Linked DNA regions of Macaca mulatta: region 2 is linked to region 1. Evidence: chromatin contacts called from public Hi-C data. All regions are on one chromosome and are shown on one strand. Each heading gives the region's core, a stretch centred on a gene start, on an enhancer-like site or on the middle of the called end of the contact. The rest is flanking DNA. Distances are from core to core; before and after follow the strand shown.

Evidence for each region. Hi-C and Micro-C count contacts between places; a contact is called where the count stands out from the background.
Region 2: a Hi-C map of cortical neurons shows a contact between it and region 1, with 4 times the contacts expected there. The contact joins the promoter of PSMD8 here to the promoter of CATSPERG in region 1. A contact is called at or near these places in 6 of 14 Hi-C or Micro-C datasets (CD4 T cells, blood, cortical neurons and 3 more).

The regions. Positions count from the first base shown.
Region 1 is chr19:49,420,285-49,422,984 of T2T-MMU8v2.0, reverse strand. CATSPERG (cation channel sperm associated auxiliary subunit gamma) reads right to left here and starts at 1,326. Exons shown (of 28, transcript XM_015123854.3): 1 at 1,263-1,326.
Region 2 is chr19:49,457,180-49,459,879 of T2T-MMU8v2.0, reverse strand. It overlaps PSMD8 (proteasome 26S subunit, non-ATPase 8), which reads right to left and starts at 1,335. Exons shown (of 7, transcript XM_015123856.3): 1 at 945-1,335. The coding sequence starts at 1,304.

The DNA.
Region 1 (2,700 bases), core at 77-2,576:
TCTGGAGCCCACTTCTAAGACTTCACCTCGCTTCTGCGCCTCGCACAGCCCATGCTCCTGGTCACGCCCCGGCTCTTGCTCCTGGCCCCGCCCCTGCTCTTGCTCCTGGCCCTATCCCCGCACGGACTTTTAGCCCCGCCCCTGCTCTTGTTCCTGGCTCCGCCTCTGCACTTGCTCCTGGTCCCGCCCCTGCTCTTGCTCGTCGGAACCCTAGTGGGGATCGCACCTCTGCTATTGCTCCGGACCCCAGCCCTACTAATGTTTCTGGCCACACTCCTGCTCCTGCGCCTCGTTCCGCCCCGCCTCCACGTTTCTTCCTTTATCTCCACCTTGCTCCTTGTTTCGCCCCCTCTCTGTATTCCACTCTTGCTCTTCACCTGGTCTTGGTTTCTATTTCTCGCTTTGACAGCCCCTCTCTTGTGTTCCCCCGTCCTGCTCCTGCCTGCGATCGCACCCGTGTACTTCCACCCGACTCTGCCCCAACTTCTTGCCCTACCCTCGCACTTCTCTTGGTATCGCCCCTTTCTCCTCGCTCGGCGTCTGCCCAGGGGCAGGGTACTGTGCCTGGTCTTGCCCCTCTCCGGGCCCCGCCCCTGCTCTTGCTCCCGGCCCCGCCCCTGCTCCTGACCCCGCCCCTGCTCCCGGCCCGGCCCCTGCTCTTGCTTTCGGCCGGGCTCCTGTTTCTTGCCCAAGGCTTGCTCCTCGCTCTGCTTCCGCTCCCGGCCCCGCCCCTGTTTCTCCACCTGGTCTTTATGGACCCGTCCCTTCCCCGGGTTCTCGGCGATTGGTTCTTCTAGCACCGGCCCCTCGCCCCGTCCCGCCCTCTGGTCACGCCCCTCCTCCTCGCCCTGCCCCTTCTCGATGAAGACTGTCTCTTCGCCTCGGGATCTTTCCTTGCCCTTCGTTGTTTCCTCGCCCCACACCTTCTCCTTCCACGCCGGCCCTAGCTTCTTAGCCGGCACCTTCTTGAGTCTCACCTTCCCCTCGTACCACGACACCTTCTTGACCCACTTCTTACTCTTCCTTCCCATGCCATGAACACCTGCCTGCTTTGTACCCCGACTCTCCTACCCCGCCCCGCCCTTCGCCCTTCACGTTCGGCTCCCCCTTTCCCTCTTCTGCCAGCTCCCACGACTCTCCCCTCTTTCCCCTGCCTCTCCCCTTCTCGCCTCCCCCCTCCCCTCCCCTTCCTAATTCCTCCCCCTCCCCGGCATCCCCCCGCCCCGGGATGGCACCGCTCTTTCTCCCCGGCCCCGTGGTACCAGTCACTTGGTTAAAACCGGTCAACTGTCACTCGGCCGCACCAGTCCCGCCCCTCTTGCCCGGTCTCAAAATGGCCGCCCACACTTCCACAGCCGACTTCCGCCTTTGCAGAGGCACGCCCTCCACTCACGCTGTCTCCAAGGTAACGCGCAAGCCCTAAGACACCTAGGGCCGGGGACAGTCTCAGCACTCAGAGCGCGGAGCCTGGTCGGCAGAGGGTGCTGGAGACAACGTTTATGCCAGGAAGGCCTTCAAGAAGTTTCTATTGGTGGTTCTGGCAGCAAGCACCGTCCCTACTTGTCCTTCTACCCAAATATTCTTTTTTTTTTTTTTTGAGACGGAGTTTCGCTCTTTCACCCAGGCTGGAGTGAAGTGTGAAGTGACGCGATCTCGACTCACTGCAACCTCCGCTCCCCCGCTCAGGATTCAAGCGATTCTCCTGCCTCAGCCTCCCGAGTAGCTGGGATTATAGGCTCCCGCCACCACGCCTGGCTAATTTATTTTTTGTATTTTTAGTAGAGACGGGGTTTCGCCGTGTTGGCCAGGCTGGTCCCAACTCCTGACCTCAGGTGATCCACCCACCTCGGCCTACCAAAGTGCTGAGATTACAGCTTAAAAAAGTGTGGGATTACTCCTTTAAAAAGTGTGGTTTCCTAGAGACCTTGTGAGAGTGAATCGGCTACTTAGCACCATCCTCTAAAAAACAGGACAAGGACAGCCATCTCACACAGTTGTGGGAAGTGTGCCTGGCTCGAGTAAAATATTAATTTTCATTTGCATTCTGATGCCTTATAGGTAAGGATTCAGGCCATGACTTTTTGATGAATTCCAGACCAGACATTTAACCCAGTGTTTTTCAAATTTGAGCATGTATTAGACTCACCTAAAGGGCTCGGTAAGCCAGGTTGGTGGGCATCACACCCTGAATTTTTGTTTTTGTTTTACAGATGGAGTCTCTGGCTGGGCATAGTGGCTCATGCCTATAATCCCAGCACTTTGGAAAGCTGAGGCAGGCGGATCACTTGAGGTCTGAAGTTCGATGCCAGCCTGGCCAACATAAAACCTTGTCTGTACCAAAAAATACAAAAATTAGCCGGGCATGGTGGCGGGCACCTGTAATCCCAGCTACTTGGGAGGCTGAGGCAGGAGTTGCTTGAACCCAGGAGGCAGAGGTTGCAGTGAGCCGAGATCCCTCCACTGCACTCCAGCCTGGGCAACAGAATGAGACCCTGTCTCCAAAAAAAAAGAAAAGAAATTAAACCAGCTGTGGTGATGCACACCTGTAATCCCAGTACTTTGGGAGGCTGAGGTAGGAGGATCACTTGAGACCAGCCTGGGCAATATGGTGAGACCCTGTTGCTAATTTTTTTTTTTTTTAATTAGCCCAGTGTGGTGACCCATCCCTGTGATCCTAGCTACCTGGGAGGTTGAGGCAGG
Region 2 (2,700 bases), core at 86-2,585, 37 kb before region 1:
TCACACGGCGAGGGGCGGGGGGACACCAGCACATTCCATTCGTGGCTGATCTTCCCCACCATCTACTGGGGAAGGGGTAGCTGGGCTATCCCCAAAATCTGTATCTGGGAGGGGGAGGTCCAAATCTCCCCACACAGTTCAGCCCATACATTTTTCCTTAGCAGACACAGCAGCTTGTTCCAAGCCACTGGATTTATACTCCCTCCCAACACATACTTGGTCTCAAGCACTCTGAGCCCCATATTCTTGTTCTCTACTTGTAAGAATATTTCCTCTAGGTTCAGTCCTGCCTTCACAACTAGGCTGCCCCCTCTCCCCACAGATGCGAGCCTAAGCCCCAGATCTCTCAGATCCTAACCCAGCCTGGTCTTAACGACACACCCTCTACACAGTCCACCTTTTCAGTCTCATTCTTTTATCATTCTGGGCAGTCCTCATTTCCCACTTGGTCTTGCCTGGACTCCACCATCAGGAAAAGAAAGAACCCCAGTCCTGCCACTCCGACCAGTTAAGCCTCCAAGCACCAAAACTCTAACCCCTCACTCATTCTGCCATCCCGAGTCTTTCCATCATTCCCCCACCACGCCCGCGTAGGTCCATTCCAGTCATCTCTCACCTGGAAAAAAAAAAAAAAAAAGTGTAGAGACAAGAGTCTCGCTTTGTTGCTCAAGCTGATCTTGAACTCTTGGGCTTAAGTGATGCTCCCCCGCCAAGTGCTGCGATTACAGGCGTGAACCACCGCGCCCTGTCCTCTCTCGCTTCTTGACCCCCTCCGGGCCGCCACTTTGGCTGCTCCAAATCTTTCGCCCAGTCGGATCCCCCAGCCCGCCTCAGTCTCGCTGGCACCGAGGTGTATTCCGCGGCCCGGGACTTGGTTGGGTCCAGACGCCTCGTAGCGCCCCCCACGCCCGCAACACTCGGTTTCCTGGGCCTGCCAACCTTACCTTTAGCCGGCCCAGCTCTTCCCCGCACTTGCTAAGATTGGGGCTTTTACGATTCCACTCGCCCTTGAGTTGCTCGTACATGCCGGTCGCGGCTTGTAGGACAGCGCCCGAGGTCGCCGCGGGCCCCGAGCTCGAGAAGCCTGCCGCCCCGTTCACCGCCGCGGCCGCCATGTTGCGTGATGCGGCAAGCCGACCGCCCGATTTACGGCAACGCCGCCTACAGACGCTCGCCCGGCGGAAGTGGGGCCGAGAGGTGGAGCCCAAGGCCCGGGGCGGGGCTACAACCTGCCTCCGCCCGCCACGGGTAGCCCGCTGTCGCTCTCGAGGTGGCGCCCTCGGAGCCCTGCCCTTAATGAACATGTCAGTTGGAGCTCCGCCTCTGTCGTCACTCAAGATGGTGACCGGAAGTCGGCTTTTGCTCTAACTGAAAATGACAGCTGTCTCAACGCCGCCCTCCCGCCCCACCGACCTCACGGTTCCAGTAATGAACATGGCTGCCCTGGTTTCAGTCTGAGTGTTCGGGACGCTACGTAGCTGTCCTGAAGGTTCCGCCTTCGGGGCAGCGTCTCCAGCCAATAGGTGGCGATGTCGTGCCGTTTGGAGAGCTGTGTTTTACTCATTTTATAGACAGGCCGGGTAACCTTCCAACGGACTAACAGCTAGGATGTATACCTGGGGCTCCCTCTCCAGTCTCTTTTTCTTTTTTCTTTTTTTTTTTTTTGAGACGGAGTCTCGCTCAGTCGCCCAGGCTGGAGTGCAGTGGCCGGATCTCAGCTCACTGCAAGATCCGCCTCCCGGGTCTACGCCATTCTCCTGCCTCAGCCTCCCGAGTAGCTGGGACTACAGGCGCCCGCCACCTCGCCCGGCTAGTTTTTTGTATTTTTTTGGTAGAGATGGGGTTTCACCGTGTTCGCCAGGCTGGTCTCGATCTCCTGACCTCGTGATCCGCCCGTCTCGGCCTCCCAAAGTGTTGGGATTACAGGCGTGAGCCACCGCGCCCGGCCTCCAGTCTCTTTTTCAATGCATCCTTCCACATCTTTTTCCCAAGCTTATATAAACGAACTAGTTACAAACCTCATCCAGCTCTATGGCTTTAAATATCATATGTAAATGAAGGATTCACAATTTTTTTTTTTTTTTTTGAGACGGAATTTAGCTCTTGCTGCCCAGGCTGGAGTGCAATGGAGCGATCTTGGCTCACTGCATCCTCCGCCTCCTGGGTTCAAGTGATTCTTCTGCCCCAGCCTCCCAAGTAGCTGGGATTACAGGCACGTGCCACCACATACAGTTAATTTTCGTATTTTTAGTAGAGCCCAGGTTCCACCATGTTGGTCAGGCTGGTCTCCAACTCCTGAACTCAGGTAATTCCCCGGGCCCTGGCCTCCCAAAGTGCTGGGATTACAGGCATGAGCCACCTTGCCTGGCCAGTATTCACAGCTTCTTATACCAACTTCTCCTTCCTCCATTGATTGATATTACACCTGAACATTCAACATCGCTTTTTCTCTCTTTTTAAAAAAAATTTATTTTAAATTTTTTGTAGAGACTCATACTGCCCAGGTTGGTCTCGAACTCCTGAGCTCAAGCGATCTTCCTGCCTTGACCTCTCAAAGTGTTGGAATTCACAGGTATGAGCCACTGCGCCTGGACAGCACGTTTTTCTCAAGCCGGGCTCTCACTCTCTGTCTCCACTATTTAGAATGTCATCTCCATGGAGGCAGGACGATTTCCTTCACCACTGAATTCCCAGTATCTC